Regions from separate parts of the Mus musculus genome. Here all the other regions are linked to region 4. The links are chromatin contacts, called in public ChIA-PET, HiChIP or PLAC-seq and promoter capture Hi-C maps. All regions are on one chromosome and are shown on one strand. The core of a region is the stretch at or near the end of the contact, and the rest is flanking DNA. Distances in the headings are between cores, read along the strand shown. Region 1 holds the start of Eif2b5 (eukaryotic translation initiation factor 2B, subunit 5 epsilon). Region 2 holds the start of Abcc5 (ATP-binding cassette, sub-family C (CFTR/MRP), member 5). Region 3 holds the start of Ece2 (endothelin converting enzyme 2). Region 4 holds the start of Vps8 (VPS8 CORVET complex subunit). Region 5 holds the start of Dvl3 (dishevelled segment polarity protein 3). Region 6 holds the start of Tra2b (transformer 2 beta). Region 7 holds the start of Eif4g1 (eukaryotic translation initiation factor 4, gamma 1).

Region 1 (2,700 bases), core at 97-2,596, 920 kb before region 4:
TCTTTTACCAAAACCTGCTGCTCCACTTCAGTCTAGCCTGAAAAGCTTGCTACTACGCCCCAGTCCTACCCAGTTTACTCCTGCTCTTAGATCCAGCCTCATCTGGGATAACGCTTGTGGAACTGAAAGACCCACAACGTGAGGACTCCCCCACGTTCTGACTCAGGAGAGGCGACACCCCAAAATCACCAACGAGAAACGGTCTTGCTGCAAATTGCAAGAGGATTTTTATTCAAGAGCGCTCTCGGGCCCACGGTCATACACCACGCAGGGGTAGAGGACTGTGGCGCCCCGAGTAGCTGGATAAGGGGGTATTTAAAGGAAGGAACCACAACTCAAGGAGGTGGGAAGGGCGTTGTTGGAAAATACCAAAAATACCAGTTAAGAGTCACAAGGAAGTACAGAGTCACAGGTGTCACAAGGAATACCTGGTAATTGTTAACTCTCAAGACAGTTTCTAAGAGCCCCTAACGATAGCACATTTGCATTGCAGGTTCCAGCAATGGTCAGAGTGGGTCAGGGTGACTTTCTTTGAATTAACACTCTTTGAACCCAGGAAGCCGGTGGGTGGAGGAATGTCGCTATCTGTTTTATGATTAGCATACCTTGGAGCACTGAGTTTACTACTCTTTCAGAACCATGGGAGTCAGATGAGCTCCAGCAGCAGTTTTTCCACTCACTAGTTGGGCGTGCTCCCTTGGTTCCGATTTGAGGGTTTAAGAAATGCCTGTCGCTCTAGGTCGTATTTCTGGCAAGGGGGGAGGGAGCACCCATAATAGGTGTGTGTTCAGTAAAAATCTACAGCCTGCCTCCATGTCCAGTATTTGTGCAGATCGTGGTTTCCCTCCCAAAGATGCCAGATCCCCTTAGATTACTAGACTGCAAGTGGGGAGCTTCATTTTATATTTAGATTTATGTGGATGAGTGTTTTCCACAGGCATCCAGTGCCCGGTCGAAAGTGTGTCGGACACCCTGGAATTGCAATTGTGAATAGTTGCTTGCTACCACGTGAGCGCCAGGCGCAGAACGTGGATCCTCTGCAAGAGCAGTAAGTGCTCTTAACTGTTGAGTGATCTCTCCAATCCCTGAGAACTACAAATTTTATCCTACTCTGGGCAGAGGAGCTGTAGGCTCCTGCCCAGCGATCACAAGCCTATCCAGCTCGCTGCCTTCTTAGCTTGTCCAATCCAACAGCACTCACTGACTAAGTAGACAACGGTGGGATCTCACCCCTCTGGGGTGCATACACCTCCCAGTAGCACCTACTGCGGTCAGCCACGCCCTGGTCTTGCACGGGGTGGGTGGGGTCTGCTGGTACACACATGCGCATTCCTTCCTCTTTCTCTCCCTGCAACTACACCTTCGCGTTTTGACTGTGAGTCCTTTTTGTCCCCTACTGCGTGCCGTGTGACTTCCCGGCGGACGTGCTGGCTGCGAAGCAAGATGGCAGCCACTGCGGCGGTGCCTGGCGCTGCGGCCGGCCGAGCGAGCAAACGCGGCGGCGGCGGCTCGGGCGGCGGGGGAACCCAAGGTGCGGAGGAGGAGCCGCCGCCGCCCCTCCAGGCAGTTCTAGTGGCCGATAGCTTCAACCGCCGCTTCTTCCCCATCTCCAAGGACCAGCCTCGGGTGAGCACCCGGCTCGCGAGCAGTCTGCCGGCCTCGAGGGTAGCGGGGCCGCAGGTTGCCACTGCAGCTGGTTAGTGAAGCGTGCTCTGGAAGTTACCCTCAAGTTGAGCTTATCTGGTTAGGAAAAGGTGGAGAGACCGACTGAAACCTCGGAGGCTGTCCGATCAGATGAGTAACTAGCACACATGGATTCTCGCAGGGCTATACACCCAGCCTTGGGAAGGATGGAGAGGGCTGTGTGTAGAATCAATGCTTGAAAGAAGGCTTCCCCGGGGGATTTAGTAGCACAAGAGGGGCCTCCACTGTCTTTAACCTTGCAGGACATGGGCAATTTAAAGAAATTGCTTTAGATAAAGGCAATGGTAATATATTCCTAAAGGAAAAAAGGCTAGCTCTCAGCAGGCTGTTTTCCTCCCATCTGCTGAAAGGGGACCCCAGTGGGTTGCCATCAGTCTAGGAATTACCTAGACATAGGAAATAGGCATTGCGCTTGCAGACTACTGGGTCGCTCAGCAATCCATAGTTCATTCAAATAGGGATTTGCCTTTGACTTAAGAATTCCTAATAGCCGGGCGTGGTGGCGCACGCCTTTAATCCCAGCACTCGGGAGGCAGAGGCAGGCGGATTTCTGAGTTCGAGGCCAGCCTGGTCTACAAAGTGAGGTCCAGGACAGCCAGGACTATACAGAGAAACCCTGTCTCAAAAAACCACAAAAAAAAAAAAAAAAAAAAAAGAATTCCTAAGGCTAACGACTGTTCATTTTTGACAAGTGTTTGAATGATTTCTGTGACTCTTAGTGGCAATAGAACAATAGAAGGAAATTCTATGAAGAAGACCTTAGTGCTTAGAGTTCTAGAGCTATGACTTAGGGCCAACATTTGTCCTTAATGCCAGCACTGGGCTCCTAGAACATGTTTGTGTCTGATACCATGCCTACTAGGCTCAAATTCCAGAGCCTTAGACTGACCCTTAGAGCCTGTTTGCTTTAGAATAAAAGGATAAAGTCGATTATAGTGTCTGCAAACCAAAGTATACCAAAGTATAATCCTGACTTGAAGATCTCAGACTTTTTCT
Region 2 (2,700 bases), core at 82-2,581, 1.0 Mb before region 4:
ATAAAAGCATGTAGGCCAGAGGTTCTTTCCAGTCCCCAGCCCTGCCAAATCCAAAGGAAAGGGTGTGTGTATCAGGACTAGGAAAACCTGGCATATTTTGGTTTAAGCCAGCACTATAAAGGGAGAAAGAAGAATAAACAAAGTGGGGACTCTCACATTAGTACCCCGACTCAAAACTGACAGGGTTGGGGGCCACCTGGTTTTGCTCTAAAATTCTCTTTCCAGTGAAGAGGGGTGGATGTGACGATTCTGCAGGGGGGAGGGGCATTGTGTAGGCCTGGAGAACTGTAACTAACCAGGTTGGTGTTTCCAAGTTCTGTTATCGCAACATCTCTCAGGTTTTAGGCGCCTCAGGAAGCTCCTTCAGGCCCTGCAGCTACTGGAAGCTACTGGAAGCTACAAGGAAGCTGAACCACTTATCACGCCCCCCCCACCTCTCCCCCAGGGCCCACCTGTGCCTCCAAGCTCCCTCACCTGTCACTTACTCCAGAGACCCCAGTAAAACCCATCCATTTCTCCCTTCGGAACTCAAGACTTCCCCGGTCATTCCTGTGCCCACCTGCATCGAGACTCCCACATCTGTACGAAAACACCAAATCCAGGTGTTATAAACACAAAGCCACTAGCTCCTTTGCGTGTCAGCACCGAAAAGGACACTGGTGACAGAAGATCTAGGCTCCCATCTCTACCTCGGCTTCGCTGTGTGTGCTGATGCCACGTACCTCCACATACCAGTAGCAAAACAAACAAACAAAAAACAAAACAAAACATAGATAATGACTTACGTAGTAAGTGGCTGACAGCCTCCAGTCCCGGAGGGAGGTTGGGGCTTCTCTCTGGACAGCTCCGCCACCCGGCCCTAGGGCGTTCCCATGCCAGCCCCGGGCCTGCGAGCACAGGCTCCACGACCCACCCACAGCGAACGCAGCTCCCCCTGGTGGCCGCGCGGAGAGTGGAGCCGGCCGTGACCACCCATCAAACCTCCCCTCCTGCCTTCTAACATCTAGACCTCCGCACAGCCCGCGAGGTCGCCAACAAGCCGGGGACCGCGCGAGATCGGAACGAGACAGGCCCCGTTTCTCCCGTCCGAGGCTTCCCACCGCCCACCCCGCCTTGGAGAGCCCAAAGAAGTGAGCCCGTGACAGCCTCCGACACTGCATGAAAAAGGCGTGAACCGTCACCTACCTGCACCCCAGCCTCCCCACACGAGAGCAAACAGCCCGGGCACGCTCGCGAACATCGGACCCTGAGCAAAACAAGCCTTTATAGCGGCATAGTCCCCCACAACGCGCAAGCGCGATGCACAAAGCTTGCGCAAGACCGAAGGGAATCGTAGTCCCTCATCCGGCAGCCCCCAGCGCCGCACACCGCAAAAGACTACGTTTCCCAGAAGCACCGCTGGTGCCCGGGATGGGGTGCAGGCTGCTCACAGTACCCGCGCGCATCTCGTGCTGCCCCATCCTTCCCCGGTTTCTGATGCCCAGTCTGGAACCTTCTCTGCCTTAGTCACGGGGGCTGGGCAGGCGGGTCGGGGTAGCCGGTGGCGCTGTATTCTCTGACAGCCAGAGGTTCAAAGTCAGGAACTTCCAAATCTATGCGGCGGTTCCACGTGCCAGAAAACATCGTGAAGGTCATCATAGCCTGCTTCTGTCCAGCCCCAACTCTTAGCTGTGGTGTCACTTAATGGGTGCATGAGTCCTCCACGTTCTGCATGAATGGTACCTTTGGATCTTTTCTCTTACCCATCTATCTCAGCTTCTTGACTTCTAAGTAGTGAAATGCCAGAATCGCAATTTCCAAAGTGACAAGGGATGTCAAAATGATATACTAACTAATCAATCTATTTTTATAAATAAATGTAAAGCTCCCGAGGCATTAGTCGTTTTATTTTTTCTATTTTATCTATTTTAGTATCATAATATAAAGACTACTCTATTGCATGCCTCCCAACCTTTAAACTACCCGGGGCTTGTTTATGGTTACCCATTTAAGGGATTTAAAAAGAAAGTAAACTGGATTGTCCATCATACAACTACCTAGTTAGCTACTGTGAACACTAATGTCATAAAGCTGGACTTATTGACAGGATGTATATTTGACACACAGAAAGCTCAGGAAGATAGGCAGTGTTCAGAGCTGGGCTTTCAGGAAGTTGGATCATGAAGACTCTGAGTTAATGAACGGTTTAATATTGACTGATTGTTCCATGTCACTATTAGAAGCTAGTAGAATATGAGGACTTGGAGGCTTGTTAAAGGAAGTTGGTCCCTGGAAGTATACCTTTGAGAGATGTGTGTTACCCCTTCCTGTCATGATGTTCAGCCTTGTGCCGAGCACACACTAACAAAACCAGTTCACCATGGATAAAAACCTGAGCCAAAATAAGTATTTTCTCCTTTAAGTTCATGTTTTCTCCGGTATTTGTCATATTGTCATAATAACAAAAAGCTGATTATGTTTCACTATTTTAAAATTAAGATATATATTGTTGGGGTCAAGGAGTCGCCAGACAAACCACCAAACACTGATCTCAGGCAGACAGGGATAGTTTATGGAGCGTATGTCCTGGGACTGACTGATCAGGGTCAAAGACCAGACTCAGGAGCTGACTGCAACCTCGAGCCAGAATCTACAGAGCTTTTTAAGTCTGAAATCCACAAACATCTGTGTCAAGTTCTTCCACCAATCAGGATTTAGGGA
Region 3 (2,700 bases), core at 45-2,544, 790 kb before region 4:
TCTGCCTCCCCAGTGCTAGAATTAAAGGAGTGTGCCACCACTGCCTAAATACTACTCTTATTTCCATTTTACAGATGGGGAAACTGAGTCTAAACCCAGAATTGTTCATCCTAACAGTGACACTGTGCTCTGTCTTGTTTGAGAACATGCAATTTGGGGATGGAACAGTTCCTAAGAAAGCAGTCTAGCACTTCTCAGCCAAATCCATTCATCTTGCATCGTTTCTCAGTCTCAAGAATAGCCCACGCTAGCACCACTTGCAATAAGATGTCTGAGAACTTAGGTGTGAATCAATAAATGAGTATCCATTGCCACTCACTACTTAAGGCTGCCTCAGATCACGGTTTGGTATTCTCCTGGTTAGGGAGAGGAAGAGGAGGCAATGCTTTGGTGTCCCCGTTCCCTCCGCAGCACTGTAAAAAACATGAGGCACTCCTTGGCGCAACAGACTGTAACACTCGCCTGCCTGTTTAAGGAATGACAATATGGAAGGCAGATGGTGATGCATGGATACCACACTGTTGCGTTTCAGTTAAATATTGCTTGGTGATTTTTTTTTTCCCTCTTGTAAACCTCCCAAATAAAATCGCTTGCCTTCCTGAGTTGGAAGTGTTAGCATGTCTTTTCTTTAAATATCTGTGCATGGCTGTTTTTTTCCCTGCCAATTTGTCACCATCTGTAACCCTCCCTTTATGAGATGATCCGATGACGGCAATTATCTTGGAGAGTGAAAGTGCCATCTTGAAGCAATGTGTAAGAGCGGCATTAGTGTGAGCTGTGTGTATAGTGCATGCTGCCGTAACACTTGGTATGTGCTTGTGTGTATCCCCAATGACAGTGGGCTTTTCTGTATATACATTGTGAAAATTCAGAATAGTTGCTTTAGAGTTTCTTTGTGCTTGGAGCCTTGTGCTGTTGTAGATATCCTATGGACACCTGTATAGAGGTGAACTGCCTGTGGTTTCCTGCTGTAAAAAAAAAAAAAAAAAAAAAAGACCCTGCAGACATTCTGCTAGGTAAAGGGGTTCCTCTCTGGGACATAACTCCTCTATGGTGTTTAAAAGTATTGAAGGCCTGAAATTTGGAAAGTCCGGGTTAAAAAAAAAAATTAGCAATGATTGGGCCTCAACCAAATGGAAGCAAATTATGGGTGGCTTGCCTGAGGGGCTCTCAGGCTTGATGGAGAGCAGCGGTTGCGCGGAACGTGGTCTGGGCGCGGATGCTGGCGGGGAGCCGCGCGCGCTCCGCCCCTCCCCCTCGCTCCCACCCCCGGGCGCGCCGCTGGGTCGGGGAGACCTGAGAAAGCCGGGCCGCCGCGGCCAAGCCAGGGGCTGCAGCAGTGACTGTGATGGAGGGCAGCGGCGGGGTTCAGCGGGTGGCCTGGGCCGTAGTTCCTGGGCGGGTCAACCTCGCCCAGCCCTAAGGCGCGGCCCGGCCTTGCTCCACTCCACCATGAACGTCGCGCTGCACGAGTTGGGTGGCGGAGGCAGTGTGAGTGATGGCCCTGGACTCCAGGGGAGAGGACCCGGGTGGAGAGGGCACAAAGTGTGGAGGGGCGGGTGTGAGTGAACTGGCAGCGTCTGGCTGGGACCCCGGCTTGCCTCGGTGATGGCGCTTCTTCTGCGGGTTGGAGAGGGATGGTGTCAGAGGGGACCCTAGTCTGAGAGTCTGACACCCGGGGAAGGTCCCTCTGTGCATGAAAGGAGGAAGCCGGTCCAGCGAGGGACACCCGAGCAGGGCCTTGGGCAGAAGGCCTAGCTGCCCAACCTCAGTTGGTGCTCCGAACTGTTTGCAGATGGTGGAGTACAAACGTGCTAAGCTTCGGGATGAAGAATCACCAGAGATTACAGTTGAAGGCAGGGCCACCCGGGACTCACTGGAGGTGGGCAAAGGGGTTCCCCTTTTCTCATCAGGCCTCACCTTTGGCATGATGCCTGCCTGCAGTAACCATGTGGCTGTTCTAGTGGGTCGCTTGTCCTGGTTTCCACTCCATCTCTGGCCTCTGCGCCAGGACTGTAGTGAGGCATTTCAAAGCCATGACGTTGCACAAAACAGGCTCCACCTGCCTCTTTGCTTTTGGGCCCGAAGTTAACCCCCACTCGCTATTTGCTCCATCACTCTGGAAACTGGCTGTACCTTCTTCATATCTTTATTTTCTGGGAGGACTTCTGCGATATTGGGTCCTTGCGATGCAACTCAATTGCGCCTGTCCTGTGTTCCCCAGGTGGGATTCCAGAAGAGGACAAGACAACTGTTTGGTTCACACACACAGTTGGAGCTGGTCTTGGCAGGCCTCATTCTAGTGTTGGCTGCCCTTCTTTTGGGCTGCCTCGTGGCTCTGTGGGTCCACAGAGGTAGGTGGGTTCACACCTGTTGGCAGCCCTCACAGCTAAGGGGGGCCAAAACCTGAAAGTCCTCTCAATATTTTTCTTTTTGGGGCTAGCCTTTCCAACTTCCTGCTGTCATCGGCTTCTCAAAAGGTTTTGCTTCTTCCACCCCGATTGATAGTCTCCTGCCTTCTGCCATGTCTCTTGCCACAGACCCAGCCCATAGCACCTGCGTCACAGAAGCCTGCATTCGAGTAGCTGGAAAAATCCTGGAGTCTCTAGACCGTGGGGTGAGCCCCTGTCAGGACTTTTACCAGTTCTCCTGTGGAGGCTGGATTCGAAGAAACCCTCTACCCAATGGACGTTCTCGCTG
Region 4 (2,700 bases), core at 111-2,610:
GAAAATGTCAATTAACAATCTTCCCATTTTTCATGTCCTATAGCCCCATTCCCCAATGTGTCAGCTGAATTCCGTTCTTCCCAGAACTTTAACAATTCTCTGTCACTCAGGGCTCAGGGTTCTGGTGTCACCATTCTGTCTAACCTACTTTAGACGGGTCTCTCTCTCTCTCTCTCTCTCTCTCTCTCTCTCTCTCTCTCTCTCTCTCTCTTTCTCTGTGTGTGTGTGTCTCATACACACACACTCACACACACAGAGTCATGGCTGAAATGTGTTTCTGTGAGTGATTATTAAAGATGTTTGGAAGCCACTGCCTGTACCCTAGCCACATCAGGCTAGCAACTTGTCCCTAAACTCACCTTGGCTTGTAACTAATCCCACTGTTCCCTCAGTTAGGCAGTCTCTCTGGCTCCTGCCTACAGAAGTCTCCTCACTCCCTGCTCCCCCCCCTTTTTTTTAGCTAAGGTGTTGATTATTTTCCTTCATCCGTGACCCTAAAAATGACAGCCCTATAGTTTCTTTATGTCACTGTGATCAGCTGGCCTTTACTGACAGTCCTAATGTACTTACAGGACAGACCTACAGTGAGCCTGGTTGATACTCAATGTAACTCCTCCTGAGGTATCTTCCCACACTCTCCCTCCTCATTTCTCCCTCACAGACAAGTCCAACAACTATGTTATCTGCCTCCTTGGGTTAATGATACCATATAGTGGCAATTGTAAACGCCAAACTATCCTGAAATAGCTTTTTCCAGTAGCATATTAGGGAAAAAAAAGATGCCTTCTCTATTTAATAATGTGACCCACTCTATTATTTTTTGATGGAACAATGACAACTAAAAATGATAATTTGGAAAAGAAGTTTTCAGTATCCATCCTTATTTGCAAAAACAATGTTTCCCCTTCCCCCCAAAATTACCCACCAAAACCCAGCAATTCTGTGTTCACCTTTCAAAAGAAAACGAATTAGTGGACACTACCAAATCCAACGAAACGAATTCCATATCCACTCCTAACCCTGCACTGTGTATCCATCCATCCATTTATCTATTTGTCGAATCTGAGACAGGTCTGTGTCGGTATCCCAGACTAGTTTGAACTCAATATGCTCCTTCTGCCTCAGGCTCCTGCGCGCCTGATGGCTGGACGATCCTTGACACCTCGTTTTGGGGTGAGTTTATGGAAGTTCAGGTGAGCTGATTGAAAGGGACGTTCCTTTTAATCTGAGGACCTCTATTTGCTAGACTCCTCCGGCTCAGATGCCAGGGCTCCTTGAGCGTCCCTGGAGGCCGGACAGAGTCTCCCTTTAAGGAGGGCGTGACGCAGAGGCTCGCACCGCCCAGTGCAGGGCGTCTCTGGGGAAGAGAGCGGAAGCGCGCCCGCCAGCTGCCGAGACTGCGCGTGCGTGGGCTGGCCTCCGCGGGGTCACGTGTGCTGGGGTCCCGTCAAGGCAGACGCCGGCTCAGGTAACACGTATTCCGAACGGGTGGGGCGGGGCGGCGGGTGCGGGCCGGCGCGGCAGGGGTGCGCAGACGGAGCTGCGCCCCAGTGGCTCCCGCAGACCCTGTGGCCACCGCGGGCTGGCTCAGGAGTCTGACTTCGCACTAGGTTAGCAGTTTCCACCCGGGTCCGGCCGCCTGCGGGGATACCGGACTGGCGCGCTCACGCCCGGACTGCGGCCGGGAGGTGGGTGCTGTCCCTCCCACGCCCGCCGCACGGCGTGGAGGTTCTCACCCGGTCCGACTGACGTGCAGCCCGTGCTGCCGCTTCCTCCTCGCCTCCTGCCAGGTGTGCCCCAATCCGAGGGCCGCAAGGTGGGGGGCACCCCTGTGCCTTGGCTTGTTGTCTAGGTGTGGCACTCGGGGGACAGAGGCACGCGGCAATCCAGAGTTTGGGTGTACTAAGTGGACATGTTTCAATGGAAGGATTGTACTGGCTTATCCGGAGTAGCTGCTGGAGCCTTCTCATAAGTAGGCGGGGCTCTATTTGCCAGAATGCTTGTTACTGTACTGCCCACTCTACTGGACACCCCACCCCCTAACCCCCCCCAAAAAGCCCAAGTAACGTAAGCACAGATGTTGGCTAGTGCCGCTAACTCTGTTCCAGGTGTCTCTGTTTGGGAGAAAATTGCACATCGTTGTGTGTGGGTTTATGTTACACTTCTGTGTTTGAAGTGCTTCCAATATAGATTGAGGATGGGGGAACCCACATGTGTTTAAGTCATGGGTTTGCTCACGTTGACATCTAAGCAGAAAAGTATTGACTCCTCTAGCACTAGCTGACCTGGTCTGTAGAATACACAATAAAGATAAATGGAGCAGTTTTGTTTGAACTGTTGAGCCTTGTATGCGGGAAGTGACTGAGTTATGTGAGAAAATTCTTTACAGACCTCTAACAGAATAAGGTGCTGATTTTTTTTTCTTTATATGTTTCTTTTGTAATTGGACTGTTGGCAGTCGTTGAGTGCATTCTGTCTTCCAGAATTTGGGGGTTTCTTAGTGACTCTTAGTGTTATCCCCACTAGTCCATAAACATTTTAGCCATTGGGATAGGAGAAGTAAGGCCCTAGAGCTGGAGTTACGAGCTGTTGTGAGCTACCCCGTGTTGGTGCTGGGAACCAAACTCTGGCCCTATATAAGAGCAGTATACCTTTTTAATCGCTGAGCCATCTCTCCCACCCCTCTATTTTGAGACAGGA
Region 5 (2,700 bases), core at 59-2,558, 910 kb before region 4:
CAGCTCCTGTGACTCTAATTCCAAGAGACTGACACCCTCTCCTGGTCATCTCAGATACCTATAATCTGTGCAGGGGGTAAAAACAAACCTTGAAAAGTTTTAATGCATTTTATTTATGCACAGACATTATTTGGAGAAAAAGATTAAATGAAGGATATAAACTGAAAACATGTAACTGCTACTGAATGCTTTCTGCTTATAATAAAAAAATTGGTTATGATGTAATGAGAAAAAGTCTAGAGAGGTATATAGATGTCAGATTATTAAGGGCCTTGTGTGTCATGTTGAGGGTATATGAAAGTCATATTGGGTAATGTGAAGAGGTTTCTGGGCAGAAGAGGTGACTGAAATGCAGGCATGTAATCAGAGAGAGAACTCAGAAGCTTGAGGCAGGAGAATTGTCAGGAGTTTCAAAGCCACACCTGACATACATTGTTACAGCTGAGAAGCTGAACCACCAACTGACTATAGGTAGTTTTGACATCTACTGTCCCAATCATACAGGGTTTCTCTGTTTAGCCCTGGCTGTTCTGGAACTTGCTCTGTAGACTGGCTGGCCTCCAACTCAGAGATTTGCCTACCTATCCAGTGTTTGGACTAAAGTAATGTTCCACCACACCTGGCTGCTTGCATTCTTTCTTAACTCAAATTTTTTCTTTTCTCTTTCTTTTGTCCTTTTTTTCCTCTTCTTTTCCTTTCTTTCTTTCTTTCTTTTTCTTCTCTGTATTTCTCCCTCTCTCTAAGAGAGGAGTTCCCTCCATAGTCCTGCTGTCCTGAAGCTCTCTGTAGGCCAGGCTGGCTTAAACTCACTGAAAGACACCTGCCTCTCTCTCCTGAGTGCTGGAATTAAAGGTAAGCGCTACCACACCCACTCAGTCCATTTCTCAAACTACTTGTTCATAGAGACGCTGAGATTATAGGGATAAAAACTTGAACTTGCTCAGCCCTCAAGGAACTCAGTACGGTCCGGTGGCAGCAACTGTGCTGTCAGCAGAATCCAAAAATCCGAGTTGAAGCCACCCGGCATCCAGGGATCCAGTTAGGTCTTCAAATCCATTCTCTTCTGCAGTCGGTGACACTTCTCTTCCATCCCTCCCCTCCTGCCCGGGACCCTGCACACGGTTCCGCCAGTCCCACCGGGCTGAGACTTCCAGGTCCAGCTGCCTGAACCCGGAGCACAGGGGACCCAGCGCCGCCCTGTGGGTGGGCGGGCAGTCGGCCGCAAGCAGCCAGCGCGGCTCGGAGGCGGGGCGGGGCCGCACTGGGCTCGGCCCAGAGCCGGGAGGGCCCAGGCCACCGGAAGAGTCGCGATCGCCAGCGGAGCGCCGGGAGTGGGGAGCGGAAGCGGTGGCGGGCGGCGCTGGGACCCGGGAGCGGCCGGAGAACAAGGGAGCTGGCGGCCCGGCCGGCGGCTGAGTGGGGCTGAGCAGCGGGCCGCGCCGAGCGCCGAGCTCTGCCGGAGAGGCCCGGCCCCGCTGCCCAAGCAGGCCGCGCGCCGCGGGGCCGAGGCCGGAGCCATGGGCGAGACCAAGATCATCTACCACCTGGACGGCCAGGAGACGCCGTACCTGGTGAAGCTGCCCCTGCCCGCCGAGCGCGTCACCTTGGCGGACTTTAAGGGCGTTCTGCAGCGGCCCAGCTATAAGTTCTTCTTCAAGTCTATGGACGACGATTTTGGGTGAGGATGGCCCCCGCCCCGCCTCCCGGGAGCCCGGGTCGCTCCGCTGCTAGGGGCCAACACAGCCAGTTCCGACTCCCCTGACTGCACTGGTTTCTAGCCCCGCTTCCAGCAAGGGAGCGACTCGGTGACTTGGGACACACTTGACTTTGAGGGACTCCCAGTCACCTCTTGGAGGCCTTGCCCCCCTGGTCCAGCGAGACGTCCCTCCCTAAGCAATCGGTTCCTACCATTCAAGCCCCCTCACCTCCCCACGGTCCAGCGGCCCCCCCCAGAGACATACATCCTTTCCACTCCAGTCCAAAGCCAGAATTCTCAGTCCTTCCAGGTGCCACCATTTAAGCATAAAGTTGGAGTATATTGACACCCGGCCTGCCTTCCCGGTCTTCTGAGCTCTGCAACTCAGAGCCTTATTTGGAGTGTGCTGTATCTAGGGCTGTAGCTGGTGGGACTTTGAACTGGAGAAGGAGGCGTTGGGGGCTGTTCTACCAGGCTGGATGATGGACCTGATGTTTGTCAAGCAGATTCCCCTCTCCCCTGGGCCGATGGGGTGTTGCCTGACTCAGAGGAGTTCTCACTAGCCAGGTGCTGGGGCCTTTTCTTTCCTGATGGTAGTCCCAGCAGAGATGTTGCATAGGGCTTCAGAGCCTGGATGGGAAGACTAGGAAGGGCCTATTGATGTTCTCTCTTGTCTTCCCCTCCCTACCCTGCTGCAGGGCTTTTGATGGGCAGTTTGGAAGCTGGGACTGCCCCTTTAAGAGAGGTTGGAATGTTGGAGCCTGAGGGTTTTGTAGCAGCTGGCCTGAGAGGGGGGTGGAGGGGGAAGACACACACACACACACACACACACACACACACACACACCCCTCTCCAAGGGGCTGAGGCTTGCCTACATTAACTGGACGGTCGGCCTAGAGGCTATGGAGAACACACACACACACAAACACCCTACCCCTCCCTGGGCCCTTCAAGGCCTGAAGGTCCCTCTGATGCACTTGCCTGAGGCCTGCACTGTGCTTGCA
Region 6 (2,700 bases), core at 174-2,673, 840 kb after region 4:
AAATTACTCTTTTTGGGTTCAAGTTCACCATGGAAGTCCAAGAATGCTCTCTACCAAACCGTCAAAGGCCTTTTAGAGTTTACTAACCAAAAAAATAAACTGTGAACTAGTGGTTAAGTGTTCCTGTGAACTTTTTGCGAAAATAAAAACGTTAGTACAGGAAGGGCAAAACAGCCATTCTTATGATGCTTGTAAGCCGTTTCCAAACTGCAATTACCTGTTCACTGAGCCCTGGACTTCCGCATCTTCACGTGACAGTTTTTAATCTAAACTCTACAGCCACGCCACATGCGCCTCATTTGTTCAGCTTTGGGGCTGGGTCTAGTCCAGGCCCATTGTATACAATCTAATCAACCTCTACCGATTTTCACCCTCTGGGAGGTGGAAGCTTAAAAATAAAATCCCGTCGACTTCAGAGTTTAATAGCGCCATCAATTGTCGCCAATGGTTTCTCCTTCCCAAGTCCCCCCAGGGGTAGGGAGGCTCTATACAACAACGCCTAACGACCTTGCGTTCTATTCCAGTAAGCTCTCAACAATGGGAGAAACGCTGTAGCACAAAGCCCTCCAACTAACGGGGCCCCCAATCCCCCTCAGCCGTTTCCGTCTCCAGATGCTCCAAGAGCCCCCTACAGCTAGCTGTCCCTTACCGGGACCAGGAGGCCCTCCATCAACCGAAAAGCATCAGTCAGTCCCCATAGGCTCCCGGCCACACGTGGCTTTTCTCCGCTTCACCCTTGGACCCCGGGTGGCGAGGCGGCAAAGCCTGGCTGCAGGGAGCGGCGGCTCCGCCATTTTGTGCCTCTGGCAGCGCGCCCGGCCCGCGAGCCCAAGATGGCTGCGGCGCGGCTTCGCAGGAGAGCAACGGCGAAAGAAGATACCGTTCCCATCCCCCAACGCCGACGGACGCCGCGGCCATCTTTAGCCTCCCCCCGCCCCGTAACGGGGGGAAAGGAAAAAAAAAAAAAACGGTCGTGGCGGGTGCGAGGCACACAGCCCGCCCGCGGCCTCCCTCCGACGAGAAGCGCCGGCCACCAGGCCCTCCGGCGCCCCGGCTCCCTCCGCACGTCAGGCTCCCGACACCCGGCTGCACCGGGCCGAGAGGCCTAGAAGAAGTAGCAGGGTGGGGACCGCGGCCGCCCGCGCAACTCCGCGCTTACCCGCTCGCCGTAGTTCTGCTCGCCGCTGTCGCTCATGACTCCGGGTCGCTGTCACCGCTACGGGCCTTTCCTGAAGCTGTCAAGCTCCCGCCTTCCTTACAGAGGCTCCGCCGCAGCCTAGCGCGACGCCACACTTTTGCGAGGAGCTCGAAGCCGACACGCTCCGCACCACCTCCGCACCGGTCTAACACTGCCGGATGTGACGCCACGCTCTTTAACCTGGTCCCACCCACTCCCCCGAAGGCGCGCTTTCCTGGCCCCTCCCACTTCGACGCGCCTTCCAACCGCTTTCTCCTGCAGGGGCGCTTCCCAAACCGGACGTGACGTCTACCTTACCGCCCTGCCCCTCCCCTCCCCTAGTACCCGGCCACAGCGTGGCGGGAAAGTGTGCGCCTGCCTTTGGGCGTCTGTTGTGGTCTCCTCGGGACACCGTGATGTCCGTAGCCTTGCCACACTCGTTTCTGGAACCTTCTAGAGAACCGTCCTGGGTGGAAGAAGAGAAGAGATGGTTGTACATTCCTCCATGCCTTTGTTCTGTCTCACTAGTTTCCTCTCCTTTTGTTCTCTCATGATCTAGGAGAGAACACAGCCACACACTGGATTCTCACCTCCCGTTTATTTAGACTTAATTCTAGAGCTTTCCTTCCTAAATAAAACCTCCATTTAAAACTCTCGCAATTTAAACCGGGCATTAATGGTGCATGCCTTTAATCCCAGCACTAAAGAGGCAGAGACAAGCAGATCCCTGAGTTTGGGGACAGCTTGGTCTACACGGAGAAACCCTAGCTCAAAGCAAACAAACAAATTGAGGTTTGAGACAAAGCCTCATTGTGTTGCCTGGGTTGACCTTGAACCCACCGTGTATGTTATATAGCCTAGGCTGATGTTAGGAATGTATTAACCCTTCTGGGTCAGCCTCCCAAATCCTGGGATTATAGTTATGAACTATCAATCCTATGGCCTGGTGTGGTAATACACGCCTTTAAGGCGGATCTCTGTGAGTTCCAGGTAAGCCGAATATACAAAGCGAGTTCCAGGACAGTCAGGATTACACAGAGAAACCTGGTCTCATTCCCCACCCTGACTCCCACCTGGGGAAATGGAAAGGAAAGAAAGAAATGGAGAAAGGAAAGCCAGGCAGGGTGGTGCACACTTGTAATCCTTGTAATCGCAGCATGAGAGGTGAGCCCAAGGACAGTTAGCTGTTTAAGGCCAACCTGGGCTACATGAGCGGGCCCCCTTCAAAAAGTGACACAAAACAGAAAATAATTCAAGAGAAACGGGCCTGTAGTAATGGATTTCTGTTTGGGAGAAGCCGCCTGCCCTCTAGCCTCTAAGGATAGCATGAAAGAACACTGAAGATATCTATAGAAAACCATGCCAAATGAGTTCTTGAGATGAATACCATTTTGACAGTCTTCTTGTTTGGTTTGGTTTGGTTTTTTTTTTTTTTTTTTTTTTTTTGGTTTTTCGAGATAGGATTTCTCTGTGTAGCCCTGGCTGTCCTGGAACTCACTCTGTAGACCAGGCTGACCTTGAAC
Region 7 (2,700 bases), core at 160-2,659, 750 kb before region 4:
GTGCCCGCATTTGCCCACCCTGTAGCCTTGCTTTCTTGGTAGCACAGTGATGAAGTTTACATTATTGCCCCCCTCACTTAGGTCACCAATTCTGTGATATAATGCATGCTAGGAGGTAGCATGTGAGAGGGAGAAAGGCCAGTGGGAAAGGCTCTGCTACCTAACTAAATGCTCAAATGCTCAGTTCAATAGAGTACAACTCTTTTTTTTTTTTTTTGGTTTTTCCAGACAGGGTTTTTCTGTAGCCCTGGCTCTCCTGGAACTCACTCTGTAGACCAGGCTAGCCTCAAACTCAGAAATCCACCTGCCTCTACCTCCCAAGTGATGGGATTAAAGGCGTGCACCACCACAGCCTGGCTATTTTTTTTGTTTTTCGAGACAGGGTTTCTCTGTGTAACCCTAGCTGTCCTGAATTAGCTCTCTACACTAGTCTAGCCCTTAATTCACAGAGATTCTCCTGCCTATGCCCCTGGAGTACTAGGATTAAAGGTGTGGACTACCACCACCCAGTTCAAATTTTCCTATTTTTAAAATTTAAATATTTACGTGTATGAATGTTTTGTTTTCATATGTCTGTGCACTACATGCATATGTGGTGCCTTTAGAGGGCAAAAGAGGGCAGAATTCTAACGAATCAGAGTTACACACAGACATGAACTGCCTTATGGGTTATGGGAAGTAAACCCAGATCCTCTTGAAGAGCAGGCAATAAAGAGCAACCAGTGCGCCAACCATTGAACCATCTCAGAAATCTTCAAGATGTGGTCTCTCTGTAACTCTGGCCGTCCTGGAGCTTGCTTTGTAGATCAGGCTGGCCTTGAACTCAGAGATCTACCTGCCTATCTTTCTGGAATGCTGAGATTAAAGGCGTGGCTCGCCACTGCCTGGTGACATTTCCCTACTTTAAAGCTTATGGTAACTGATTCCCTGCCTTAGCCAGTCAGCACACGTACAGCTTTGGGATTCCTTTTTCCATTATTCCAAAGTTTTCATGTTGACTTTTGCGTTTCCCTAGGAGCAACTGATTTTTTTAAAAAAACAAAAGTAAAATTGCTTCTTTAGATTGCGGCAGTTTCTTTGGTGCAATATTGAATTTCCTTTGTTAATAGGTCTATCAAAGATCAAATCTATAGCATTTTCAGAGGCTGCATAATTTGCACACTACACTTACTAGGGCAGGACTGCTTTTTAGATTCCGCACTCTGAGCTCCAGGCCGGCACTTCACTTAGCACTCACGCGCTCAATAAATGCTTGCGCAAAGTATGAATGAACTAAAGAACCGCCAGAGCCTCAGAGGGGGTCGGCCTGGGAGTTCCAAAGTTCGGGAGGGGACACGGGGGCGGGCAGTGGGTGTCACGTGATGGGGCGGAGCAAATCCCATGTGCTTCCCCGGCGCCAGCGCAGCTCCGCCCTCTGCGCCGGTCACGTGGGGCGCTGGCTGCGCCTGCGGAGAAGCGGTGGCCGCCGAGCGGGATCTGTGCGGGGAGCCGGAAATGGTTGTGGACTACGTCTGTGCGGCTGCGTGGGGCTCGGCCGCGCGGACTGAAGGAGACTGAAGGTAAAGCCGCCATGTCCGGGCCCGACCCGGCCCCCCACCCCTCCCCCCGCATCCGCCGCCATCCGGGCCGGGGCCCGCCACCCTGCGCCGACGCCCCGGCGCCCCGGCTCCGAGCCTGCGCCCAGGCCCTACTCGCCAGGCCGATCCCCGGCCCACGTGTGCCGGGCCGGGCCCGGGTGGGGGTGGGGAGCAGGGCCCGGGCGGGGAGGGCGCTGGGGTGGCGGCGAGACAGTCACCTCCGCCCGGCCTGGGCCGCGGCCCGGCGCAGGCTGTGCGGCGCAAACCCGCCACCCCCTCCCCCTGCGGGGCCCGGGCGGCCGCCGGGAAGTGACACGTTGTTCTTTGGCACTGGCCGCGTTGCGCAGAGCTGGGAGGCGGCGGCGGCGGGCAGGGAGGAGCCCCCAGCCCCGCCCGGCGGCCGACCCTCGCCTGCCCCGAGCCGGCTTTCGCGGCGGTCGCCGCCCGCCCTGCTGGTGCGGCCGGACTCGCGCCCTTCCTGGCTTGTGTTCCCGGGCGGCCTCAGGCCTCTCCGGCCCCGCGCGAGTGCCCCGCGGCAGGCTTCGAACCCGGTGTCCCCGGGTGGGGGGTGGGGATATCACGGCCGGAGCAGCCGGCTTCATTTGTGATCCGGGAGCCTGGTGCCAGCAAGACCTGGAATTTCCGGTCTGGTTGGTCTTGGGCCCCGTGGAGCCAGGTTGATACCCCTCACCTCCCAACCCCAGGCCTTCGGATGCCCAGAACCTGTAGGCCGCACTGTGGACTTATTCTTAACCGAGGGGGTGAGTGAGGGGGCTGTTTGAGCAGGCAAGGGTGGGGTCAGGGTGTTGCAGTGTGCTGGTGGGGTCCTCAGGCTGTATGTTTTCTGTTTCTGCATTCACTTGGCACCTCCCTTAATCCGTGTTGGCCCTAGCTCTTGATACAACCTTTCCCCCAGCCCGTTTGCCATAAGCTTGGGTCCTTTCCTCGTTCCGAGCTCTGCTCTTTCCAACAGGTGCTGGGGGGACCCTAATGTGGCACCAAATGAAATGAACAAAGCTCCCCAGCCCACAGGCCCCCCACCCGCCAGGTCCCCTGGACTCCCACAGGTAATCAAGGCTAAATGATCAGGACTCCGGCGGGGTGGAGGTCACGCAGCTCCCAG

Evidence for each region. Promoter capture Hi-C pulls out the DNA fragments that hold promoters and counts their contacts. ChIA-PET counts read pairs in DNA pulled down with a chosen protein or histone mark. HiChIP or PLAC-seq counts read pairs in DNA pulled down with a chosen protein or histone mark.
Region 1: a promoter capture Hi-C map of liver shows a contact between it and region 4, with 5 times the contacts expected there. The contact joins the promoter of Eif2b5 here to the promoter of Vps8 in region 4. A contact is called at or near these places in 4 of 39 promoter capture datasets (hippocampal neurons, liver and pre-B cells) and 1 of 115 datasets of contacts at active chromatin or transcription factors (bone marrow-derived macrophages).
Region 2: a promoter capture Hi-C map of hippocampal neurons shows a contact between it and region 4, with 3 times the contacts expected there. The contact joins the promoter of Abcc5 here to the promoter of Vps8 in region 4. A contact is called at or near these places in 3 of 39 promoter capture datasets (hippocampal neurons, liver and pre-B cells) and 1 of 115 datasets of contacts at active chromatin or transcription factors (astrocytes).
Region 3: a contact with region 4 is called in a promoter capture Hi-C map of liver, with 2.8 times the contacts expected there. The contact joins the promoter of Ece2 here to the promoter of Vps8 in region 4. A contact is called at or near these places in 5 of 39 promoter capture datasets (the 3T3-L1 cell line, hippocampal neurons, liver and 1 more), 1 of 484 Hi-C or Micro-C datasets (cortical neurons) and 2 of 115 datasets of contacts at active chromatin or transcription factors (pancreatic cancer cells and stem cell-derived neural progenitor cells).
Region 5: a promoter capture Hi-C map of 3T3-L1-derived adipocytes shows a contact between it and region 4, with 4 times the contacts expected there. The contact joins the promoter of Dvl3 here to the promoter of Vps8 in region 4. A contact is called at or near these places in 3 of 39 promoter capture datasets (3T3-L1-derived adipocytes, liver and pre-B cells).
Region 6: a contact with region 4 is called in an RNA polymerase II ChIA-PET map of memory CD8 T cells, with 7 read pairs. The contact joins the promoter of Tra2b here to the promoter of Vps8 in region 4. A contact is called at or near these places in 2 of 39 promoter capture datasets (liver and pre-B cells), 2 of 115 datasets of contacts at active chromatin or transcription factors (effector CD8 T cells and memory CD8 T cells) and 1 of 9 other capture datasets (macrophages).
Region 7: a FOXA1 HiChIP or PLAC-seq map of pancreatic cancer cells shows a contact between it and region 4. The contact joins the promoter of Eif4g1 here to the promoter of Vps8 in region 4. A contact is called at or near these places in 11 of 39 promoter capture datasets (the 3T3-L1 cell line, 3T3-L1-derived adipocytes, cranial neural crest and 8 more), 3 of 115 datasets of contacts at active chromatin or transcription factors (embryonic forebrain, extraembryonic endoderm stem cells and pancreatic cancer cells) and 2 of 9 other capture datasets (adipose tissue and pancreatic islet).

Annotation. Positions count from the first base shown.
Region 1 is chr16:20,497,471-20,500,170 of GRCm38.p6, forward strand. It overlaps Eif2b5 (eukaryotic translation initiation factor 2B, subunit 5 epsilon), which reads left to right and starts at 1,347. Exons shown (of 16, transcript NM_172265.2): 1 at 1,347-1,626. The coding sequence starts at 1,444.
Region 2 is chr16:20,425,063-20,427,762 of GRCm38.p6, forward strand. Abcc5 (ATP-binding cassette, sub-family C (CFTR/MRP), member 5) reads right to left here and starts at 1,332. Exons shown (of 30, transcript NM_013790.2): 1 at 1,186-1,332.
Region 3 is chr16:20,628,557-20,631,256 of GRCm38.p6, forward strand. Ece2 (endothelin converting enzyme 2) reads left to right here and starts at 1,295. Exons shown (of 19, transcript NM_139293.2): 1 at 1,295-1,491; 2 at 1,796-1,882; 3 at 2,225-2,354; 4 at 2,541-2,700. The coding sequence starts at 1,453. Eef1akmt4-ece2 (Eef1akmt4-Ece2 readthrough) reads left to right here. Exons shown (of 20, transcript NM_177941.1): 3 at 1,796-1,882; 4 at 2,225-2,354; 5 at 2,541-2,700.
Region 4 is chr16:21,421,758-21,424,457 of GRCm38.p6, forward strand. Vps8 (VPS8 CORVET complex subunit) reads left to right here and starts at 1,361. Exons shown (of 47, transcript NM_001285893.1): 1 at 1,361-1,468.
Region 5 is chr16:20,515,678-20,518,377 of GRCm38.p6, forward strand. It overlaps Dvl3 (dishevelled segment polarity protein 3), which reads left to right and starts at 1,309. Exons shown (of 15, transcript NM_007889.3): 1 at 1,309-1,678. The coding sequence starts at 1,518. Gm16618 (predicted gene, 16618) reads right to left here and starts at 2,103. Exons shown (of 3, transcript NR_167658.1): 1 at 1,962-2,103.
Region 6 is chr16:22,264,582-22,267,281 of GRCm38.p6, forward strand. It overlaps Tra2b (transformer 2 beta), which reads right to left and starts at 1,424. Exons shown (of 9, transcript NM_009186.5): 1 at 1,160-1,424. The coding sequence starts at 1,195.
Region 7 is chr16:20,671,318-20,674,017 of GRCm38.p6, forward strand. Eif4g1 (eukaryotic translation initiation factor 4, gamma 1) reads left to right here and starts at 1,410. Exons shown (of 33, transcript NM_145941.3): 1 at 1,410-1,559; 2 at 2,551-2,644. The coding sequence starts at 2,585.